Regions from separate parts of the Mus musculus genome. Here region 1 is linked to region 2. Evidence: chromatin contacts called from public HiChIP or PLAC-seq data. All regions are on one chromosome and are shown on one strand. Each heading gives the region's core, a stretch centred on a gene start, on an enhancer-like site or on the middle of the called end of the contact. The rest is flanking DNA. Distances are from core to core; before and after follow the strand shown.

Region 1 (6,333 bases), core at 695-3,194, 1.0 Mb after region 2:
ATGGCGACCGCTGCTGCTGAGGCTGAGGTCGCCTCCCAAGCCAGGCGGACACCTGTCCTCTGGTCCGGATGGTGGCCGGTTGTCTGCCTAAATTAAGGTTTTTATAACTTGTTTCTTTCAGTTACTCTGTCATGGAGCCTCAAAGGAAATATAGTCATTTAGGGTTTTTGTCCTGACCAAGGTCCAAAACAAGAGAGTAATAGAGCCAGGTTCATAAAGTGTGGTCTCCATATAACATCCATGAAACCTAACCTTGTCTACATAGTAAAGGAATAGGAATCCCATCAAGAGCAGTATTCGGGATCCTATTTTCATGCACTCTCATAATATGTACCAGTACTGGGGAGGGTTTTAGTTTGGAGGATTTCAGAACATCTTTTTCTTGGTCTTTCAGCTCTCAAACACAACATTTAGGAAAGAAAGCATGGAGGTTAGATAGGGCTCCCAAGGGGCTCCTGAGGCCCCATTCCCATCCAAGGAGCACTTGGCAGCCCGTGGTTACTACAGCAAGGAGATTCACTTTCCTTTGAGGTGGGGCCACTGACAGGTTGCCTGTGCCTTTGTGAATAATCCCACAGCTGTGCACATGTGGACAGTACTGGTTCCAAAAAAGTCTTGAAGTTGGAAAGGGAGATTAAACTGGGTTTTGCATGGAAGGATTAGGTGGTGGATTTGCTTAAGATATTTTGTATACCTCTGTGAAATTAAAACAAAACATGAGTAATTATATATTTATGGCCCAAGGAAGAAATTGGTCCCATGTTAACAATGCTTAGGAGCTTTAAGTTAAAGCTCAGGAACTCTGCCAACCTTACAGCTGAGGGGCACACAGAATTAATTTTTGTTTATACATCTTAATAAAAATTGTTTTCTGAAAGGATTTGAGAAGCTCATCCACGTAAGTTTATAAATGGATTCTAATACTAAGGGCAAGATTTCCATGAACAATGTTGGACCCCCATCCTCCCAGCCAAACCTTAAACCTGAAGAATAGAGCTGAAAATAGATTTTTTTGGTAGCAAGTACATAAGGTCCTACGACTGGTGGCACATCTTACAGTATAACATTCTGAAACTCTTAGCTAACTGCCTCTCTTTCTGTTACTTGAATTCAAGTCCTCCTCACTTCTTCAATTACTGATAATTATTTTTTTTTCTTACCCTCCATTTTCTTATCTCCGAAGTGGAAATAACAACATGGAATTTTCAGGCTGTCGTGAGATAAATACATTCAGTGTGTCCATCAACAAGTGTACCGCTTACTTGGAGACCCACTCTGACCCTGATTGTTGATATCTGGAGACGGTGCACTCAGCTTACTGGATAGATTTGGAGGAATAACTTATCTATATTTCCCCTCTCTTTACTCAAAACATTTACCATCCTTCATCTTGCTTGTTTCTGCTGGAGAACAGAAAACAGGTCTATCGAAGTATCAAAACATTAATAATCAAATTTCACAATTACTTTGTTGGCCTTGATATACTTTCTGAATTCCAACCCGATAGCTTGCTCTTCAACTTCCTTCCCATTTCTCATGCCTTCGTTTTTTTATGAAGTGGGGCCTCGTTAGTAACCGACTGCTAAGGAGAAAGAACTGGCAAAGCCCCTAGATCTAACATGCCTAAGGGCTATGGAATGCCACAGCTTTTGTTTTTCTTAGCTAGAAGAGATGCAAATATTTAACCATGAATCATCTGAGCCAGGACTTCCTCATGGACACAGTGGCAGGCCTTGCAGAATCTTTCTTTTGTCAATGTCTGGATAATCAGGGGCCTTGGAGGATATTTACTCAACTTCTGATCAGGCTCTGCTCCTCCTTTTCCGTGCAAGTGCCCTCTGGAAAGTCTCAGCTCTCGGATTATTTTCTCTAGGATTCCACTGAGCCTTTCCATATTCGCGATAAGTGGAAAGCTTTCACAATTCCAATCCAACACATTCTTCTGCTGCCTTTTGTTACTCAGTCAACAAACACTGCAGAGCACCTTAGGCATGCCAGACAGGACCACTCTGGAAAAGGTTGGAAAGGACACGTTCCAAATAGAAGAAAGTGAAGTCTGCTATGTGATATAGATGAGTTTAAAGGAAGGATTGTACTAAAGCGGAGGATGGAGTGTGTGGGGGCCATGTGGGGTACAGGTTATTCATTGTACATGAGGGAGAACAGGAAAGAAGATCTATGAGAGATTTGCAGAGGAAATTGTACTTCAGTGTCGATGAACAGAAGTCCCCAGAGGGGCTGTGGAGACTTTATTCCAAGCTGAGGCTTGACACACAGGAAAACACAGCAGGAAGAGTGATTGTGCCAGCAGTGCACCTTTAATCCCAGCAATCTGCAGGCAGAGACAGGTGGATCTCTGACCTTGAGGCCAGACTGGTCTAAAGAGCTAGTTCCAGGACAGTCAGGGCTACACAAAGAAACCTTGTAAAGGTGGGGGAGGGGGGGAGGGGGAGGGGGGGAGGGGGAGGGAGAGAGAGAGAATGAACTTCACAGCTAGAAATCAGTATGCAAGAAGAGAATATATATATTCTATACATGTTGTCATAGACAAGAATTGGATAGTAGGTACTATATCCCAAAGTTCAGCTGTCTAGAGACTGTGGTGTTTGTGACAATGTCCTATTGTATATCTCCTTAGGAAAGGATTTAATGAGTACAGGGGGAAATTAGCTTTAATCAGATAACAATGAATAGATAATTGTTTAATTTTATTAAAGTAGTAAGTTCTTCCCATACTTTCTGCTTATTCCCTTACTCATAGAAATTATAATTAAAACATTAACAATCCTTTGAGGATATGTTTTTTTTTTTCTAAAATTCTACTTTAAGTGTTTTAAAACCTCTCATATTTACTAAAGTTGCCCTAACATGCCCAGCATACTGCCCAAAGCATAACGATTTAAGAGAACTCCTGCAAGCTAAGGAAACAACTGGACGCATGTGGTACATGTGTGCTGTATAAGGAATGCCGTGGGGCAGGTAAAGAATGCTTATGGATTTTGCCATGTGATCTGGATCAACTGTAAAGTGAGAAAAATCAACATGCAGAATATTACATTTAATACAACCACATTTTCAAATGCCAGTGATTTCCATTTTCATGGATATAAAGCATATACGTAGAAGAACACACACAGGTTTTTGAGGATTTCCCAAATAGACAACTCTGAGAACAGGATGATGTGTGACAGCCACGATGAAAAGGACATGATACAGTCCCGCTATGTCTGCGTGGGTGTAAAATGATACAGGCAAGCTATTGCAATTCCATCTTTTAATGATGCCATATTTTAGAGGAATAGGATTTGGGGTCACTTTCTCTGTTTAGGTATATTTAGGGATTCATTTCATTTTTTATAATGATTAATGTATTTATGAAATTAAAAGTATTCTTGGAAGTTGTGCATTCACAGCTCAGTGTGTATCATTCATGGATAAGCAAGAAGGTGGCACAAAGCCACATGGTTTACTCATTCATCGCATCTGTTTTGAGTCTGAAGTTCCTAGGTTTGGAACCCAGTTCTTCTTATTACCCGCGTGACCAAAAGTATGTATGTAATTCTGCCATGGCTCCAGTTTCCTTACCTCTAAATTAGCCAAGGTAATAGCACCTACCTCTGTAGCGTTGTGAAGGGAATCAGTCAATAGTTACTTTTAAGTCACTTTGATTTGTGCTTAAAAGAATTTGATTATTACATTAAACAAATCACTACATTTGCCTTACTTAGGGTTTCTGTTGCCACAATGAAACACCATGACCAAAAAAAAAAAAAAAAAAAAAAAAAAAAGCAAGCTGGGAAGGGTTTATTTGGCTTATACTTCTTTCTATACCACAGTTCATAATTGGAGGAAGTCAGGACAGGAACTCAAGCAGGACAGGAACCTGGAGGCAGGAGCTGATGCATAGGCCATGGAGGGTGCTGCTTACTGACTTGCTCCCATGGATTGCTCAGCCTGCTTGTTTATAGAACCCAAGACCACCAACCTGGGATGGCCCCACCCACAACAGACTGGGCCCTCCCAATCAACCATTAATCAAGAAAATGCCTTCTAGGCTTATCTACAACCTGATCTTATGGAGGCCTTTTCTTTATTGAAGTTTCCTCCTCTGGGGTGGCTTTAGGTTGTGCCCAGGTATTAACCAGGGCAATAATAGACTATCCTGAGTGTTGTGATCAAGACTCCAAGGAAGGCTGTGGGAAAGTAGTTGACATAGCCAGCAACTGTCAGGAAGAGGGTGGCTGAGGGGCATATCAAAGCCAAATAAACCTGGACCATTGGTGAAGTTGTTTGGGTTCAACTCAGAACTGGGAAGACAGAAAATGGAAAAGCTTTTCCCCAGGAATACAGAAGGACAACGAAATGTCCAACCAATCAGGTTACTATGCTGCATCCTACTTTGAGGGCTAGGGGTAGTTTCATTCCAAAGGTTGAAGTCCAAATATGTTACCTATCCCATAATGCAGTTATGTAAGTCAGTACCAAGTTTCTCTCTCCTTTATTGGACATATTCTCTCTACCCCCTCTCTCAGACACAGTCTCACTCTGAAGTCCAGGCTGAGCCAGAACTTCCAGTGTAGCCCCGACCAGCCTTGAATTCAAGGTGATCCCTTCCTGAGCCTCCCCATCACTCCGAGCACAGGTTTCAACCACCTAACCCAGCGTCCTTGACCACACTGAGCAAATATGTCCTTCACAGTTCAACTGCCTTGTCTGTTGAAGTCCCATGGAACACAGTCATCTTGTTGAATAAGCTGTGCTCAGTATCCAGTCAATGGCTTGTGAACTTCTGTAAAAGCCCAGACATATGTGTAACTAACTCCCTGTTAGATATACCAGGTTAGGTCATCACACAGTGGGTTTTCATCAAGCCTGAGCGAGCCCGTGGTGATCACCTTTAATCACCCCTCTTCCTCCCCACCTTCTGACTTATTGCTCACCCTTCCTTCAGTTACCTCAGAGGTTCTTCCTATTGTGATGTAAAAGCCCTCGGGGAAGATGATTTGAATATGGATCTAAAGAGCAGCTCTTAGTAAAGAAATGTGTTTATGAATATTAACCTAAGTAGGAGCAAGTATATGAGCAAGACTTTGATTGGAAAGATGAGCAATAGGGGAGTGGAGGCAGTGAGGAGGAGGGGGAAATAAAAAAACGAGAACTGTTACAGTTAGAAAGTTGGAGGGAGAATCTCACCCACGGAGATTTCCATGATGACTCTATTTGGGGAATTTTAGCATTCTTCAAAAGGGCAAAAGAGATTGTCCTAGGGTGGAATATTAAAAAGGTACTAGAAACTGTAAAACTATGAGAACAAAAGCCCAAAAAACAGTACAGGCAAAACAAACAAACAAACAAACAAACAAACCCTTTAAACTCCTTAAACTTTAGATAGGGAACAAGATAATATAAACAGAACAGGTTTCACCCACCCTCAAATTTCAGGATACTTTACAACTTCACAGACTTCTATGAAGTTCTGCACAGAACTTTTAACCAGAAGCGTTTAACACCCCGAAACAATGCCACCGCCGTGTTCTCCACAAGTATGGCCCACATCCAGTCTGCAGAGAAACTCATTTCCCCAACCACTGGGCAACTCACAGTTTAAGACTTCCCTAGGAGCTGCCTTCTGCTGAAAGTAATCCTTTAACCTGCCCAGGGGCACACCTTTTGCTGGGGTTGAGCTCCTGGGACTCCCAAAGTGACACATGCATACCTGACCATGTGTTCCAGAGCCTGTGGGGCATCTGAAGACTCTGCAGTAAGTGAACCCTGCCAGCTGCCTTTCCTCTGCCACATCCACACCCACCCGGGAGCTTCCACTAGTGGAGCCAGCTGAAGTCACAACACTAAAATCTCTATCCACATCTGTATAATTGATTGAGAGTAATTCCCCAAACCTATACCGCCATTCAGTGTCTGGGATGCAATCAAGTCCATTTCCTTTCTTTGACTGGAAGATGCAGCCTACACATTTAAAAACTTTTGCTCTAGATCACTTTTCTTACACAGATGCAGGTCCAAATCCAGCCCGAATTCACGTCCTTAATACTTCTTCCCTTTGAGATGTTTGTCTGCCTTTTAATGCTTGAATTGCTGGGAGGTTAACCTAAGCAACACGAGTTACTATGGTAACCAAGGAGTTTCCTTGTCAAGCCCTGTAAGAGCAAGATGAAGAGTCACCACTCCAGACTTGGTCTTTTTTATAGTTCATGTTCACTGAGCCGTTCAGCACATTCTTTTTTCTCTCTCTGAGTCCTTTGGTTTTGTCACGGCTTTACAATGTTTGTTAGTTTTGTTCTTTTTTGCATGGATAACAATGCACATCAAGAT
Region 2 (6,417 bases), core at 438-2,937:
CTGGCTTCCTCTTCTGGCTACCTTTCTGGTACTTCCCAGGACTAACTTCTTAGACATGGTGTGTGGCACATCCCACAGTATACTGGGCCTTTCCAAATCAGTCTTTAGCCAAGAAAATGTCGCCCCGGCCCATACTTGTTTACAGGTCAATATGATGGAGACATCTTCTTAGTTAAGGTTCACCCTTCCAATTGAATCTAGTTTGTGCCAAGTTGGCCAACAAACAAACAAACAAAACCAACCAGTATACTTTCAAAAGTAGTTTAGAAGTGTCCCTCTGTGTAGCCCAGGCTAGCCTCGAACTCATTAGCCTTCTATCTCACTCTACTTGAGTGCTGGGATTGTAGGCATGCCTCAAAACAACCGGGTCCAACTTCTTATTACTTTAATAATAATAATAATAATAATAATAATAATAATAATAATAATAAAACCCCTTCAAATTTGAGATTCCTGTTAGAGTAAAGCACATTCTTTAGGCCTGGGTACGGGAACTGCTTAGCACAATGCCTGTGGATTTAATACTCAGCACTATAGACAGCAAATATTATAAGGTCATTTCTCAGCTGCACAAATTTTGTTTTCCTAAGGATCAGTCACACACTTTCTGACTGTCCACCTTTCAGCCTCAGGAACGACCGATGAGTCTGTATTGAGAGAGCTTACAGTAACTAATTTGGGTAAATAAATGCAGTATTACTGTTGTTCTTTTCTCCAGCCATTGTGCACCACATTGTCCCAAGGTCAGGTCAGTGTCACAGTGCCACAGTGGCTTTGTCCAAAAAAAAAAAAAAAAAAAAAAGCAAGCAAACAAACAAAAACCAATAACCAATAATTCCACTCCCCCAAAGAAACCAAGACAGCTCACTTCAAGCCAGGCAGTGCATTCCTTTAATCCCAGCACTACTCAGGAGACTGAGATAGAAGGATAAAGAGTTGAGGACCAGCCTGGGCTACATAGTGAGATACTATATAAAATAAAGGCAAGGGCATTCTGAGTTGGAGGCCAGCTACAGAGAGGGCTTCAGAACAGCCAGGGCTACATTGTCATGAAACCCTGTCTCAAGAAACTGTCTCAAAACTCCCAACTCAACCAACCAACCAAATAAAAAATTGAAATCAATCTCAGATGCTGTTTTTCTCCACTTAGCCGTGGCTAACATACCTGTTATGATCTGAATATGTACACTGATAGTATTTGGAACTGGGTGCCCCTACATTTGCATGAGAGGTCGAATCTCATTAGTGAGGTCTGACTTAGTCACCAAGGTATCCCAGCCCCATGGTCACCGGGAAGTTGCAGCAGACAAGCCAGTCTAAGACACTGAGACCAAAGCAATCCCCTGCTGGGAGCCTTGGTTTAACAAAATTGGGAATTGACTTTGTGCTTCATTCCTCCTGGCTCGTGAGCGTAGTCTCCTATGACTTAAAAGGACATCAGTACCCTTCCTTTCAAGAGGGGCTCTTATAGAGTACTTTCCAGAATTTCCAGGACCTGATGCGTTCCTGAGCCAATAGCCGGGAGAGGTACCAATAAGGGGCTGTCCAAAGTGTTTTGAAGCCGGGACCGCTAGCTTTTAAACACCGCATCCACGAAAACGTGGATCTAGGATCTCGCAGGCTGACTTCGGCGGGATGATCCGGGAGCTGCGCCTGCCATTCCATCGAGTCTTCTCCGGGTCTTCGCAAGAGCTCAGGCGCGTAAATAGAAAGTGAGGACTCTGGGGAGTGGGTAGAGCGTCCCGCATCCCCCCGAGGATTGTTGGAGGATTGTTGAGGTACAGTGCTGGGGACTTGTTTTGCTGCCCTGATGCCTAAGGTGAGTCTCCTGCTGCCGGTGGAGACTGGGGCGCTGTGCAGAAGCGGAGTGTAAGACGAGACACTTTGCTGGGCCCTGGCGGAGCATCTGACTCCGCTGGGAGGAGGTGGGGGTGGGATCCTAGAAACCCTAAGCACGGCTTTCTGGAACCAGAAACTGGGGCGCAAGCCTATCTGGCCGCTGAGAGCACAGCAGGGAGCACGTGGTCCCGGAGCCCTGGGCTCGTGGAACCGGGAGGAGCGCGGTACCCCGAGGGTCTGATTTAGCGCAGAGCTGGGGCAGCAACTCTGCTTCCTTCCCAAGGCCCCAGGCAAAAGTCTCAAGGCCCTGCTGTGCTGAGAATTGCGGCTCGCACCTGGGTGCTGCTCCCTTGAAACACTTGTTGATTGAACTTGTGCCCAGCGAGTAGCAGTTTTGACTTTCCTGAGGTGGATACATTGTGCATTTAGTAGATACTTTGGAAGAGACTCCGGAAGAACGGGTTTTGATTATCCACACACAAGTCTTAGGCTTTTTGCACCCAATTAGGATACTCAAAATACGACTCATTTCGTATTACAAGATACAGATATTGTGATTTTAAAATGACATTTGATTGGGATTTTCCAGGATTCATTAACTGATAGGACATCTTACAGAAAATGTCTTTTTCTTAACATAACAGCTCTAATAGATTACCTCCTAAGCACTGATATGATGCCCTGAAACAGCGCTTAGAATAATTGATGAAGACTGACTTGTTTTGTGCAGTGCATCCAACTCGGATAGGTTCAATTTGGAATAAGGCTAGCTGATGCTCAGGACCGTAATGCCTTCAAATTCAGCCTTCCTTCCTTCAGATGAGATGCACCACTTCTCGCACGGGCTTGCTGAAGAGATTATACTACAAACTAGAATCTTGCTTCCCTTTGCTCCATGATACTCTCAGATGGCGTTCTTTTCAGGTAGGGCCTGACTTGGTTTCTGCATCGAATAATCAACCCCATTGTTGAACACTGAGTGTTCCAGCTAGCAACAAACGGAATACTCAGTTTCAGGGTTAGAGCTGCCTCTCAAATGCTTTCCAAGATGTCTGTAGTGCTCCACTGCTGTTAGGTCTCAAACCTGTGATAAAGGACTAACAGAGGTCCCTATTAACATATCAAAGTGTAGCTTGGCAGTCATGTTCTCCCAGCATCTCTCAGTCCCTACAAGTTACAGGGTCCTCCTGGCTGGCATACCCAGCCTTCTACCCTAAACTTCTCCGGTGAGCAGTCCTTCCCTCCGTTGCTCTGCCCTATATAACTCTGTCATTTTGGCTATGACAGCGCCCCCCCCACCATTTTTGGCTCTTGGTCTCCTGGCCCTCCCTTTTCTTGCTTCCCCACCCCCTCCCGTGGCCTGCCTCAGTCTACTGGTCATATCCACTCTGGACTCTCTCAGCTGTCCCTGCCTTGGGCTATGCTCTCCCTCATATCTACTGTGCACACTATCACCTCTCCAGTAAACCTTCTCCTCCACCATACTTCTTCCTGTCTGTCTCTCTGTCTCTCTGTCTTTCTCTCCTTCCTTTCTCTCTCTCTCTCTCTCTCTCTCTCTCTTTCTTTCTTTCTTTCTTTCTTTTCTTTCTTTCTTTCTTTCTTTCTTTCTTTCTTTCTTTCTTTCTTTCTTTCTTTCTTTCCTTCCTTCCTTCTTTCTTCCGTTCTCTCGTTCTTTCTTATTCAATGGCCTGTATTTCTAGCGCTCATTCTGGAAACCAAGGCAAGAGAAGGTGATTTAGAGGCCAGCTTAGGCTATGTAGCCAGACCCTGCCTTAGAAAAGAAAAAAGCAGCAAAATAGAAAACAGAAACCTGTCTTTTGCTTCTAAGCCAAAGGCAATGCATCAAATGACCAAAAAGGTGTGTCAAAATTCTGAGGTTGTAATAACTCATCTGCTGGCTTCCTGCTAGATGGCAGTGTCTAACAGTGAACCAGAGCCTCCATTGGTACTGCGTTACTGCTCATCCTGCATTCTTCAAGGACAAAAATAAAGCAGCTTTCATGTGTTTTTCTTATAAACAGCATTCAGAAAACCCTTCCTTAGGATCATACTTAGGAAATAACGGAAAAGATGATAATTTGGCCAATGTTACTCATGTATATATAAATCTGGCATAGCACAAAAACCTTCCCAGACTATATTTAAGTGCTTTTATATGTAGGTGGGATTGTCCCAAGAAACACAGCATTTTACTCTCATCATTCTACACCAGACACCCTCTCCGATGAGTTCATGTTTGTACACTTGGTCCCTAGCTGGTGGCGCTGTGTGGGGAAGTTGTAGAACCTCTAGGATGTGGGGCCTGGGTGATGGAAGTAGGCCCCCAGGAAGAGACCATGGCAGGAAACTCGAGAAATAGCGTAGGTTCACATCTGTTGTTTCTTTTTCAGTGTTGGGGTTGGAGCTCAGGGCCTTGTATATGGTAGGCAAGCAACCTATCACTGAGCGGCAGCCCCATATTAGTCCTCTTTTAAAGCTGATATTTGGAAACTTTGTGAAGTCATGCACAGACTTCAGTCAGAGCAAGATACTCAGTTTTCCTTCTTGGGACAGGAATGTATCACTAGCTGAGTGGAGAATCCAGGAGGATGGGAATGGGGAAAACACGAGTTTTGAGGCTTGAGAGCACCCACTGTAGGGATAAATGAGGAGTCTTGACTTGGCATAGTGGAAAGGAGACAGATAAAAGTGCTTGAAAACATGACACGTTTCTGCCGGTGTCCCATGTCATTTCTTCCTGAGGACAGCCATACTTTAAGGAGTGCACTGGAGATTTATGCGTTATGAAGTGACAATATCTTTTGGAGAACTGTGTCTATTTGAGAAATTAAGCATGACTGTGAATCATTCAGGTTTAATAATCGGATTCTTCTGAAACTAGTCTCTGGTGTTATCTTTATAGCCTAGTATAGATGTTGATTCTCCAGTTGCTAATGGAGAACCCATCAGAAGAGTCATTTTAGATCTGTGTGTCTTCTGCCTTACTTGTGTCCTGCCAACAAGGGGGCGGGGGAGGAGCGGAGCCCATTGAGTGTCAGGATTTGGGATAGTTAATCTTGATTGTCAGTGTCACGGAAGCATGATTCTGGAAACTTCTCAGAGAGTGTTTCCAGAAAGGCTCGGGTGAGAAGGGAAGGCTTGCTCTGAATGAGAGCAGCAGCATCTCGTGTGCTGGATAAAAGAGAACAGAACTCTAGCAACACCTGGTTCCTGACTGTGGACACACAGTGTGAGCAGCCCCCTCACATAGCCGCTCCTGTGCCTTCCCCACTGTGAGGTGAGCCAAACCTTAGCCACCCTAGTTCCTGTAAGTCCCTTATGTTGCTTTGGTCACATACTTTCTTACAGCAATAGGAAAAGTAGCAAGTTCAGAGTTAGACAACTCAGCGTGTCAGGCATGTCAGTGGACCTACCTACCTGGTGTTTATCAGCTTCACCAGGAATCGGGCAGAAATCCTTGGTTCTAATCGCTGGCTCCACACTGCCAAAATCTGAAGGTTGGCACTCACCGTCTGTGGGTTTTCTTTGAGATACTTAGCCTTACCTTCTATAGAAGAAAACAGGAATTATTTTCCTGCTCATTTCTTCATATGAAAGTACTTCTAGACGCTCCACTCACCCAGACCCTTTCCTCAGAACAGATGGACAACCATAGATAGTGCAAAGCAGCCGTGTAAGGCATTAGGGAAGCTCAGCTCTTGGTCAGGAAATGGTTAGTCAGAGTCCGTTTCAGATGCTACATACTGTGGTGGTTTGTATATGCTTGGCCCAGGGAATGGCACTTTTAGAAGATGTGGCCCTGTTGGAGTAGGTATATCCTTGTTGGAGTAGGGAGCCTGTGGATGTGGGCTTTAAGACCCTCATCCTAGCTGCTTGGAAAGCTAGTATTCTGCTAGCAGCCTTCAGATGACGATGTAGAACTCTCAGCTCCTCCTGCACCATGCCTGTCTGGATGCTGTCATGTTCCCGCTTTGATGGTAATGGACTGAACCTCTGAACCTGTAAGCCAGCCCCAATTAAATGTTGTTTATTTATAAGACTTGCCTTGGTCATGGTGTCTGTTCACACTAAAGCCCTAACTAAGACACATAACATGGCCTATGAACAGATACTTTCTTTGTCCTGGAAAAGAATATTATGGGGCACTGTCTTAGCATTCTCTCTTCAGAGTGCTCTCTGAACAACTCTGAGGTTCAACCTGTAGGCTGTGGTGGAACAGAAGCCGAGGGGAGCCTCCCTTTTGGAGTGCCCTTTCGTTGGAGCTTGAGGGCCTGCACGATGATCTCTGTGGGTCCATCTGCCCTCCCCAGCTGGAGAGCTTCCGACTTGATGACATGCCCCTGGCTAATCACTGGCGTGGGTTAGATTGCCTGCTACTATCATAAATGTACCCCGAGGCCTGGCAGGTTGCTACAGAGTGTAATTCAGGTCCTGGAATCTGCTCTTTAGCCGTGAATATTTAAGTCACAGCCAGGTTCCTGACCCCTTCCTACAGCCCTGGCTTCGGCAGTAACCTAACTTGAGGTGATGTACATTAAGGGAATTTGTACTCTCGAATCATTCTTTGGTAGCTGATAT

What was found. HiChIP or PLAC-seq counts read pairs in DNA pulled down with a chosen protein or histone mark.
Region 1: a FOXA1 HiChIP or PLAC-seq map of pancreatic cancer cells shows a contact between it and region 2. The contact joins the enhancer-like site here to the promoter of Fut10 in region 2. A contact is called at or near these places in 4 of 39 promoter capture datasets (the 3T3-L1 cell line, hippocampal neurons and liver) and 2 of 115 datasets of contacts at active chromatin or transcription factors (extraembryonic endoderm stem cells and pancreatic cancer cells).

The regions. Positions count from the first base shown.
Region 1 is chr8:32,198,352-32,204,684 of GRCm38.p6, forward strand. It overlaps a transcript of Nrg1 not described here. Among named protein-coding and RNA genes, the nearest start is that of Gm22140, 15 kb to the left of the region's middle. Within about 2 kb of position 1,945, at least 38 of the 459 cell types and tissues checked have an H3K27ac peak or open chromatin away from gene starts, as enhancers often do. A contact at or near this core is called in extraembryonic endoderm stem cells and pancreatic cancer cells, where this site is marked.
Region 2 is chr8:31,185,644-31,192,060 of GRCm38.p6, forward strand. It overlaps Fut10 (fucosyltransferase 10), which reads left to right and starts at 1,688. Exons shown (of 5, transcript NM_001012517.5): 1 at 1,688-1,819.